2 separate regions of the Macaca mulatta genome follow, and region 1 is linked to region 2. Evidence: chromatin contacts called from public Hi-C data. All regions are on one chromosome and are shown on one strand. The core of a region is the stretch at or near the end of the contact, and the rest is flanking DNA. Distances in the headings are between cores, read along the strand shown.

Region 1 (5,924 bases), core at 1,515-4,014, 81 kb after region 2:
ACCTGGGGGACAGAGTTAGAATCTGTCTCTAAAAATAACAATAATTTTTATAAAGTTTCCAGAAAAAAAAAAAAGGCACACAAAATACAATCCCAAATCTTTCATTACTGGAATCAACAGACATAAAATTACTCTGCTAAGTTGCTACACAAGTTCCTAAATACTCAGTTTTCTTTTATTATCTCAATCCCAGCAGCCCTGTAACTACACTTTGAGCAGTACTGCTGTAAACTCCTACCACACAGAGAGGCATTGCTGCACATTTCTTAATCTACGACTGTGCTTTACCCGGGAAAAGCGGGCTTTTTTTTTTTTTTTTTTTATTTACTCGTATCTTTCTTTTATCCAGACACATTTTCCACAGTTTAGAGTCTGTGCAAACCATCCTGGCCTCCTGCCACTCACAGCAATCTTGATCCATCTTTGGGATTCTTCATTCCTAAAAAAACTAATGATCTGCCCCAAATTATATATCAACTGTGAAACTTTGCATTTTCTAGTAATTTATTTCTCCCTTCGGTTCCAAAAATTTCAATTCCTTAAAAGAAAAATAAAACAAACAAACAAAACAACCAGTGCTTAAAAGTACTTTGTGTCTAGACTTATAAGGGAGACTTTAAAAAGTATCATTGTGTTTGTGATAAATACTCTTAGAAAGATAAGGAGTACCCAGTCACTGAACGGTGGTATCTGCCTTTCATTTGTCCTTTCAGGCTGGGATAGGGATAGTGTGTGGGTGGGTGGGCAGCGTTCCCACACAGCTAGCCAGAGAAGGGACCAGGGAGCTGCTACAGTCCCAGTTCCACTGTCTTGGTCCTGAAACCTAAATGGAGGCCGGGCTTGGTGGCTCATGCCTGTAATCCCAGCGCTTTGGGAGGCCAAGTCGGGTGGATCACCTGAGGTCAAGAGTTCAAGGCCAGCCTGGCCAACATAGCAAAACCCTGTCTCTACGAAAATACAAAAATTAGCAAGGCATGATGGCAGGTGCCTGTAATCCCAGCTACTCAGGAGGCTGAGGCAAGAGAATTGCTTGAACCCAGGAGGTGGAGGTTGCAGTGAGCCGAGATCATACCGCTGCACTCTAGCCTGGGTGACAGAGCAAGACTCCATCTCAAAAAAAAAAAAAAACCTGAATGGAAGGAAGTCTGATGTTTCCTCAAAACAAATGCTCAAAGCAGTCACTACTCACTGGCATTCTAGCTGGACCCACTCCTGGGCAAGTGCTACAAAGAAAAACACCTCTAGGGTGGTCGGAAGAAGAATGGGACACTGAGAAAAAAGGGGAATACAGTGCTGCTGGGAATGGTTAGGTAACTGATGGCTCCTGCCCTCCCTCAAATTCCTAACATAAAAAGATGTTGGTACTGGGAAGAGAAAATAAGAACACCATAACAGGCTGGCCACAGTGGCTCATGCCTGTAATCTTGGCACTTTGGGAGGCCAAGGCGGGTGAATTACTTGAGCCCAGGAATTCCAGACCAGCCTGGACAAAATGGCAAAATCCCATCACTATAAAAAATATAAACAAATTTAGCCAGGCATGGTGGCCCCTTGCCTGTAGTCACAGCTACTTGGGGGGCTGAGGTGGAAGGATCACTTGAGCCCAGGAGATTGAAGCTGCAGTGAGCCGAGATCACACCACTGCACTCCAGCCTGGGTGACAAAGTGAGACCCTGTCTCAAAAGAAAAAAAGGAACAACAATAAGAACACCATAACAAATAAACATTATTTTTGGTGCATTGACAATTGTGTAGAAATCAACACTTCATTAATATGAGAACAGAAGGATATCAATGTGTTGGTTGCTGAACAGTTAGTTCAAGGGTCTACTAACATCCAACCAACGACTTGGCAGGTCTCTCAAACGAGGGGAAATAAAGAATTTTATGAATTCTCAAAGATCGAAAATAGAAAAGTGATGACCACACTGCCTTCAAAACTTGCCCAATACCTCTAATATCCATGGCAATCAGTTGCTCACGTAAGGAACCAGCATTTTGTGGAGTAGTAGTTAATAATGATGACAAGTGAAGAATAGAGAATAAACTTAAATTCTATAAAGATATGAAAAGTTATTGAGGCACAAGTCCAAAGGCTATAATAAATAAAAAAGGAAAAAAAAGTTGTCAAAAATTAAAATGTAAATAAAGATGTGATGGGAGATCTATCAGGGAAGTGCAGGAAGAACCGAGCAACTCACAAACCACCCTCTGGCTGGACGCGCACAGCCTGCCCAGTCCCGTTCGGCAAGTCACCTCAGTCCCATCCAGGTAAGGCTGGACAGGTGGTTCTCCAGGTGGCAGGAGGCGAGCGAGCGGCCCAGGTCATACACCGGGCCCCTGGTGCCCTCAGTCTGGACAGGAAGGGCGCGCGGGGTTCAGCCTAGCCCAGGGAGGGAACGAGAAGACTCAGCCGGTCTGGGCGCGCCTCTGGCCCCAGGGTGCTGCAGGTGGCCGCGTCCAGGGCGGTAGGTGGGCCCCGCCCGCTCGCCTCCCGAGGCCGGACCCCTGGACTCAGCAAAACCCAGTCAGACCCGCGCCCCACGGCCGCCTCCAAGTCACCTTCTGCGCGCTGGAGCCGCAGACACGCGCCGCCCGGTCATAGACGTGGCAGCGGATCACAGAACTGCCCACGTCCAGCCCCAGCACGAAGCCAGCGTGCCGCGGCTCCTGCGCTCTCTGCTCCGGGTCCGTCGGCAGCCCAGACATCCCGATCCCACACGCCTCTCTGCTACAGACGCCACCCCAGAGGGCGCGCTATAAATCCCGATGCCCCAGAATCCCAGGGCGCAGCGCCGGGCCGCCGCCCCCAACCCAGCCCCCAACCCAGCCCCCAACCCAGCTCCGCGGGAGTTTAGAGAGGCCCGGCCCCTGGCGCGGGCTCCACCCCGGCGCCGTGACGTCACGGGCGCGCGCCGGCGGCCGCGAGGGAGGGGTGGAGGTGAGCTGGTTTGTGTCGTGCTCTGGAGCCCGAGATCGCCAGCCATGCTCATCCTCCAGTTGCCGGCCGCTGTTGGATTGACTTGGCCCTTAACTCTTTTATTATTTTTTTTTGAGACGGAGTCTCACTTTGTCGCCCCGGCTGGAGTGCAGTGGCGCGATCTCGGCTCACTGCAACCTCCGCCTCCCGGGTTCAAGCGATTCTCTTGCCTTAGCCTCCCAAGTAAATGGGATAACAGGCGCGCTCCTCCACGCCCGGCTAATTTTTGTATTTTTAGTAGAGAAGGGGTTTCACCATGTTGATCAGGCTGGTCTCGATCTCCGGATCTCGTGATCCGCTCGCCTCAGCTTCCCAAATTGCTGCGATTGCAGGCGTGAGCCACCGAACCCGGCGGCCCTTAACTCTTATTTTTTCTCTTGCGTCTCCAGCTTCCTGAGAGGCAGCGCCTGCGTTTCTCTTAACCCTAGCTACATTTGAGGAATCTCTATTAAAGAAAAATAGCTACCCCATATGCTAATCGTGAGGAGGAAATTATAGGCTAGTTTATATAAAAATCTCAGAAAGTTTCGAGGTGCCATAAGGCACATTTATTCATTTCTCACCCATGATTATGACTAGAGTGTTGGAGAAATTTTTATCTCTGAGTAACTTTGGCAGACTAACCTGGGTCTCTGCATTCGTGCAGAATTTTTCAAGCTTAAAACATTTGTAGAGGTCACTACCATATATGGTTTCCATTTTTTTGCTAACATTTTGGGTGCGACTTTATTTCAATATTATTAAATGCACAGCCATTGACTATGCTAGAGTTGAATAAAGTGCTGTTTTTCAAAAATGAAATAAAACAAGTGCCATAAAAAATTCAAAATTTGGCCAAAAGTATTAATGTTTATTAACAGAGAGTTGCCCACGACTTCTCTTCCCAGAAAACGTGGTAAAGTTTGCACACAATGCAAAGTGGTAAATATTTGCTAAATGAAATGCGACGCAAGGAAGAAGACTTTTCCCAGCCCTCTAGTGGGAAAGAAAGGAGAAAGCTTAATTAAGGTGGCTGCTTTGACTATCACGCTCCACTACGGCGGTTGCTTTTTGGAATCTGAAAACCTCACAGAGGCCCTTTACCTTTTGTTGCTGCCCTAGGGGATGGGCTCATCCAGACACTTGACCAAAAGGAACAAGGCGTCCTGTGGAAATTGCGAGATTCTCGCGGCTCAGGTTCCTGGGCCTGGAGCTTTCCTGGGGAAGGTCCTGATCTGCAGGGAGTGGGGAGGTGGTTCCGCCTGCGCCACCCACCTCCCACTGCCACCAGCAATCTGTGAAGTCAGGGCCTGAAAATATTCCTTATCTTTTTGTAAAATTAGCAAAATATGAATATATGTTTTGTGTGAAAACGTTTAACAGTGCCAACTGGTATATCAATTAAAAAGTAAAAGATAATCATTTTGGCTGGGCGCCGGGGCTCACGACTGTAATCCCAGCACTTTGGGAGGCCAAGGCAGGTGGATAACTTGAGGTCAGGAGTTTGAGAGCAACCTGGGCAACATGGTGAAACCCCATCTCTACAAAAATACAAAAATTAGCTGGGCGTGGTAGCCAGCTCCTGTAATCCCAGCTACTGGGGAGGCTGAGGCAGGAGAATCACTTGAACCCGAGAGGCGGAGGTTGCAGTGAGCCAAGATCATGCCACTGCACTCCAGCCTGGGCGACACAGCAAGACTCTGCCTCGAAATAAATAAATACCTACATGCATGCATACATACATACTCATTTTGAATCAAAACTTTTTTTAGACAGGGTCTTGCACTGTCACCCAGGCTAGAGTGCTGTGGCGCCACCTCAGCTCACTGCAGCCTCGACCTCCCGGGCTCAGGTGATCCAACTACCTCAGCCTCCCAAGTAGCTGGGACTACAACCACCACATCCGCCTAATTTTTGCATTTTTTGTAGAGACTCTGTTTCACCATGTTGGCCAGGCTGGTCTCGAACTCCTGGCCTCAAGTGATCCTCCCACCTTGGTCTCCCAAAGTGCTGGGATTAGGGGTGTGAGCCATTGTGCCCAACCAAATCATTCTTTTTTTTTTCTTTTCTTTTTTTTTTCTGAGATGGAGTCTTGCCCTTGTTTGCCCAGGCTGGAGTGCAGTGCTGCGATCTGGGCTCACTGCAACCTCCGCCTCCCGGGTTCGAGTGATTCTCTTGCCTCAGCCTCCCAAGTAGCTGGGACTACAGGCACTGGCCACCATGCCCAGCTAATTTTTGTGTTTTTATAGAGTTGGGGTTTCACCATGTTGGCCAGGATGGTCTGGATCTCTTGACCTTGTGATCTGCCCGCCACAGCCTCCCAAAGTGCTGGGATTACAGGCGTGAGCCACTGTGCAGGGCCAAGTCATTCTTTTGGCCAAATTGTCCTGTTTATCAACTTACTTTCAGGCAATTTGACAAAATTGGCTCTTTGACCATACAACGTTAAGCTTGGAACATACACCTGGACGAGTATGTTTTTTTTGTTTGTACCCTGTTCAACAGTACTGATTTGTTCCAAGTGGCCTCAGGACTGCCTTCACCAGTGCTGACCATTTTGGTCGTGTGTGTGTGTGTGTGTGTGTGTGTGTGTGTGTGTGTGTGTGAATTATTGTAATTTGAAATAAATGACTAATGGGTCCAGTACTGGTCAGGGTTCTCCAGAGAAATAGAACCAATAGGATAGAGAGAAAGAGAAAGAGAGGTTTATTATTTTAAGGAGTTTCTTCATATGATTATCCAGGGCTGGCAAGTCCTGGATATTTCCGGGGCAGGCTAGCAGGCTGGAAACTCAAGAAGAGTTTCCATGTTGCAGTTTTGAGGAGACTTCCTTCTTTGGGAAACCTGTCTTTGTTCTTAAAGCTTAAAACCAACCTTGTGTGAGACTCACTCAGGTTTTGGAGGGTGATCTGCTTTACTCAAAGTGTACTAATTTAAATGTTAATTACTTCTAAGAAATACCTTC
Region 2 (5,288 bases), core at 2,518-5,017:
CGGGAGGCCGGGGAAGGAGAATTGCTTAAATCCAAGAGGCCACCGCACTCCAGCCTGGGTGACAGAGACTCTGTCGCAAAATAAATAAATAAATAAATAAAAATCCTTTTCTGAAAAAAAAGACAAAAAAGTAGTAATCAACATACGCTACTGGAATATAGTATAGTTTCACTGAGGACAAGTAACGATAGGGTAAAAAAAAGGAGACATATAAAATCTGGGTTTTAGTAAGGCAATTGTCAAAGTTCCTCACACATTCCTTGTGAGAACTTGGAAACATATGAGGTAGATGATGATAAATTAGCTAAATTTCTAATTGGCTGACCAACCTGAACCAAAGAATTAATAATAAAAATTTTTATCACCTTTAAGAGAGGTCTTTAGCAGGTAAAGAACTCTGCCCTCAGCCCGCCTAGACAGCATTTTAATGAAAAATTTGCATGAAGGCAATGCCAAAATTATCAAACTTGTATGTTTATCAAATGCATAGATTTGATGACCAAATCAGGATTTTTTTAATGTCAACAGACTAGAAGCAATCTTACAAAATAAAACTTAATACAGACACATGTAAAGTCCTACCAAAAAATATTCTATTAAAGAATTTAGAGAGTATGACTTTAAGAACGGAGACAGCATGAACAAAACAATTCAACAATTTTAGTTGACAAGGAAACCAGTAGTAAAACAGGTATCATATATACATAGTACTTGGATGCCCCAATCCATTCTAAGTGACTTACGTATATACATTAATTATCTTCAGAATTGTATAAGATAGTCACTATTATTAACCCCATATTAGAGATGAGGAGACTTAGGCCCAGAGTGTTTACATAATTTACTCAAGGTTACCCAGCTGATAAACTGCAGAGTTAGGATCTAAACACAGGAAGGCTAGCCCCAAAGTTAATCTTCTTAACTAGTAAACTATTATAAGTTAACAGTGTAATGTGGTTGCCAAAGAAGCAAGTCTACTCTTAAAGTACATGCTTTAAAATCAGAGAGGTAACTTACAGTCTTCTATGCTAGTGAATACCTAATTTGGGGTACCATTCTTGTCGGAAGAATGTGGATGAACTAAACAAATTCACAAGTGGGCTATGAGTTCTGTGAGGAGATGCAAACGAAAACAATGACACAAAAGTCACTTACAGAGGTTAAAGACTGATAATATTTTCTAGAGAAGAAAACACTCAGTGGAATGTAAGTATCTTCAAATAGTTGAAAACCCACAATACAGAAGAGACAGTGAGGACACAATTTCTAGTTCAGTGAAAGAAATAATTTTATAAAAATTAGAGTTGTCCAAACATGGCGAGGTGTGTGCCTACAACCCCAGCTACTTGGGAGGGTGAGGTGGGAGGATCACTTGAGCCCAGGAGTTCCAGACAAGCTTCAGCAACATAGAGAAATCCTGTCTCAAAAATAAATAAATAAATAAATAGAATTGACCGAACATCTTTATCTCAGAAACTATGACACTATAGTCTCTCCAAAAAATATACAAATGTGTATAATTTTGCATAATATTTCCAAGAGTTCACAAGCCTACTTTCATATCTATTCATGCCGCACACCTAGTCATGTATCCCAGATTAAAATGGAAAGGATTTATGTATGAAGAGGTGAGTGTATTCGATTCTCTTTAAAATCCACTACAATTTAAAATTCTATGATCTAAAAGAACGCTCAATCTATGCTTTCTAGTTTCTTCTGAGATCCATTATAACACATATTGCAATAAGAGTTTAAAAGATGATGACAAGGAAGTACATCCCAGTTCAGTTATGTTGAGGGCACACAGCTCAGACAGTTAAGAATTTTGGCTGCAAGAGAAAAACTTCCATGTGCCACTTGGACTACATATTCACAAAAGTCGGGGTGGGAGGAATTACATGATCACAAAATGAGAATATGAAGTATTGCACACTAGAAAAATTCAGCTTTCTTTTTTAAACACCTAGAAATGAAGAGAACTGAAAAGTTAAGAGTTCAGTAAATCTTGGACCTTTATTAACAAATATAAGTGCCACAGTGCTGAAACTGCAACTGCACAGTCAGAACAACGCTACAGACACCATGTCTACTCTTAGACTAGACTAGTTACAGGCACTAGATGTTCTAATAAACAGCAAACACATCCAGAGCCAGTACATAAGTGTGACAGAATCTGGGGTCTAGGCATTTGATTTTTCTCCTGGTGCTGAGAATGGACACTGCCATTAAAGATTATAGTAATCTGATAGTGATAAAGGTTTAGCTAAATAACAGGCTAACCAATGAAATGGAAAAGGAAGCTGCAATATAGATCAATTAAACTATTTTTATATTTACTTTTAAGGAGAGACAGGGTCATGATTATGCCATATAGAAAATAGATGAATATATACTGACGAGCTGGAAAGAAAAAAACCAAGTAAATAACTTTATTTATTAGGTGGAGATAAATTCAAGCCATTAAGAGAAAACACATGGCCCAGAAAAAAAAAAATAGGTTGTGAAAGTCAAATGAAAAGATACAAAACTCAGATCTCGGGGAGAGAGGGGAAGGAGAAGGCTGTTAAAAGACAGCCTTGCTGAAAGAGAGCAAATAAGTGAGACAGTGAGTCTATGCCCTCTGAGATGGAATGAGGAAAAGATAAAAGTATTCATGGGCTCAAAGGTAGCTTCAGCAGTGAATATGGAAAAGGAATGAACCTGTTCACTGTCTCAACACTAAAAGGGAAATAATATAGGGTCTTTTTCTAAACCAGCATCCACGGCAAGTGCCTAACTAATACAAGACATTTAATACGTGGAGAATTTTCTTACGATTGCATTCCATACATTAGTTCATTCACTCCCTGAAACACACCGAATAGGTGGATGCATCTAATTTACAGATGGAGAAACCGAGATCACACAATAGAATATAGCACAGGCTGGTAAGAGAGACTGGGGCGCTCATCCACTTCGTTGTACTGTCTCTCAGCGAGATCCTGGGAAAACCCTTACACTTCTTTGTGAAGAGAGACCTTGGTTTCCAGATTTTCTCAAAGGAGTCTGGGCCCAAAAAGCGATCCTCTACTTCAGAGAAAAGTTCCTTTATGGGGCATATGAGGTTCTTCAAGCACACAAAGCTTAGAAACTCTTTTTAAAAACAAACAAACACCTGGTGGAGACAGAGGCGTGTGAGTCATGAAAGGAGGAGGGAAAAATCGGAAAACCAGATTTAGAAGCCATCCTTCTTTGAAGAGAAGGAGAAAGTAGAAAGCAGCCCTTCCCCTCTTCTACGAGGCGTGACTCAGGGACGTTACCTCCCCCGATTTGCTCTATGCACTAAGAGGGTGACCCTCTCTGGCTTTCGACTCCGGCCCAGACACTCACGGGTTACCCGGCCAGGCCTGGAGAACCCGGGTCTAAACAGATGGGACTCGTGTGGGGGACAAGGGGGCCCCTGGGCGCAGGGAGGGAAACCTGCCCAGGAACGCGCTCGGCCGGGTCCAAAGGCCCTCGGCGCGCGGGCCCGCGCCCTCTCCCTAGACCTTACCGCCTTCGGCTGCAGAAGAACTGGCGGTCAAGCGAGGGTGTCGGGCCGAGCAGGGAGCGCGTCTTCGGGCGCCGCCGCTTCTGTGGCGCCCGCGCTAGGCGGCGGCCGGGTCCTGGTGGACTCACACCCGGGGAGACGCGGCCTGCCCGGTCAAGGCCCAGGAGTTTAAGGCCCCGGAACGCCGACCGTGCGCGCGCCCTTGAGCCTGCCCAAAGAGTAAGGGTCAGGGCGCGCCCCGCGGGCCGTGCAGTAGCAGTAGCGCCGCAGCCGAGATCGCTGCCGATTTCGTCCGCCCTCTCCCTGCCCAGCTACAGCCCCTCTTCCCCCGCGCGAGCTTTGGCGGCGGAGCAGCACGGTGCGCGCCGATTGGCCCTCGGGATGTGCGACGCCAGGCGCCGCTCCCCACGGATTGGCCGGGCCGGCAGTGCGTGCAAGGAGTAAACAAACCCCGCCCCCAGGCTTCTCTTGGAGAGTAGGGGGCCACCAGATGGAGGGGCGGGCCTCGTGCACTCAGCCACCGCCCCTTGGTTCCCCCTGTGGCCTCCCTGGGAGCCCTCCCGCAGGACCCGACCACCCCGCTTCCCCGCCGCCTCCAGGGACAGCTGCGGGCCTGAGGCCTAGAATTTTAGGCACACTTCCTTTATCCCTCCTGTCTCATACCCCCTACTCCCACCCTGCGACTTGGGTGGGAATCTCTTTTCCAACTGACCCCGAAGCCGGAAAACCCCAGCTCTCTTGGAAAGAGGGGGACTGGGCAGTTCCATCTCGGTCCCCAGGCCTTTGCCGGGTCGCCCTGGGGAAGCATCAATAAGGGACAGAGGGGCGAGTGATCGTGAGTGAGGCTATGCGTGGAGCCAACTGTGGGACACCTTGAAATTATTCAGACAATGGGTTACAGACCACTGGGAATGTGGAGGTTCTTCAGTATCCAGGCAAGTTAATATCCAAACCAGGACAGGTCATCACGTCCCGCGGAAACTGCACACACCCCAAATGCCCGTACACTTGGTTCCATATGAAAACATTTTGTTCATTCATTCGTGCCGATGTGAAAAACCCTGTGCAAGCAGCGCGTTAAAACGATTAGATCTTTCTCATTTTACTCCAACCAAATTTTATGTTTGTTTTCGAGACGGGGTCTCGCTGTCACCCAGGCTGGAGTGCGGTGGCAGGATCACGGCTCAGTGGAGCCCTGATCTCCCAGTCTCACAGCCTCCCGAGTAGCTGGGACTACAGCCCTGCGCCACCACACCTGGCTAATTAGAGACGGGGTTTCCCATGTTTCCCAGGCTGGTCTGGAACTCCTGGACTCAAGAGATCCTCCGGCCTGGGCCTCCGAAAGTGGTGGGATTACAGGCGTGAGCCACCGCGCCTGGCCCCAGACACTATTCTTGACATGGGGAGACATCAGTGGACAAAATAGAGACAAAAACTCCTACCTTCAGGGAGTTACATTCTAGCAGGATAGGAAAGATAATATGCAAAAGAATAAGCAAAACAAAAACTACATTACATGCTGATATTTGTGCTATGGGAAAAAAAATAAGCAGAGGTGTTGGAGGAATGGCTTCAGTCCTAAATAGAGTGATCAGGGAAGGTAGCACGGAGAAGGTGGTATTTAAGCGAATGTCTAAAGGAGGTGAGGTAAGTAAGAGAGCACTTTCAGATCTTTCTCTGGGGCAGGGCATAATTGCATGTAACTAGTTGTGAGAGTCCAAGAATGTCAAACGCAGTACTCCATTGACTGATTCTAAAA

The links. A called contact is a pair of places that touch in the nucleus more often than the background predicts.
Region 1: a contact with region 2 is called in a Hi-C map of fetal cortex germinal zone, with 2.1 times the contacts expected there. The contact joins the promoter of GK5 here to the promoter of TFDP2 in region 2. A contact is called at or near these places in 2 of 14 Hi-C or Micro-C datasets (CD4 T cells and fetal cortex germinal zone).

Annotation. Positions count from the first base shown.
Region 1 is chr2:45,205,784-45,211,707 of T2T-MMU8v2.0, forward strand. GK5 (glycerol kinase 5) reads right to left here and starts at 2,765. Exons shown (of 16, transcript NM_001261112.1): 1 at 2,563-2,765. The coding sequence starts at 2,709.
Region 2 is chr2:45,123,461-45,128,748 of T2T-MMU8v2.0, forward strand. It overlaps TFDP2 (transcription factor Dp-2), which reads right to left and starts at 3,768. Exons shown (of 13, transcript NM_001261774.1): 1 at 3,533-3,768.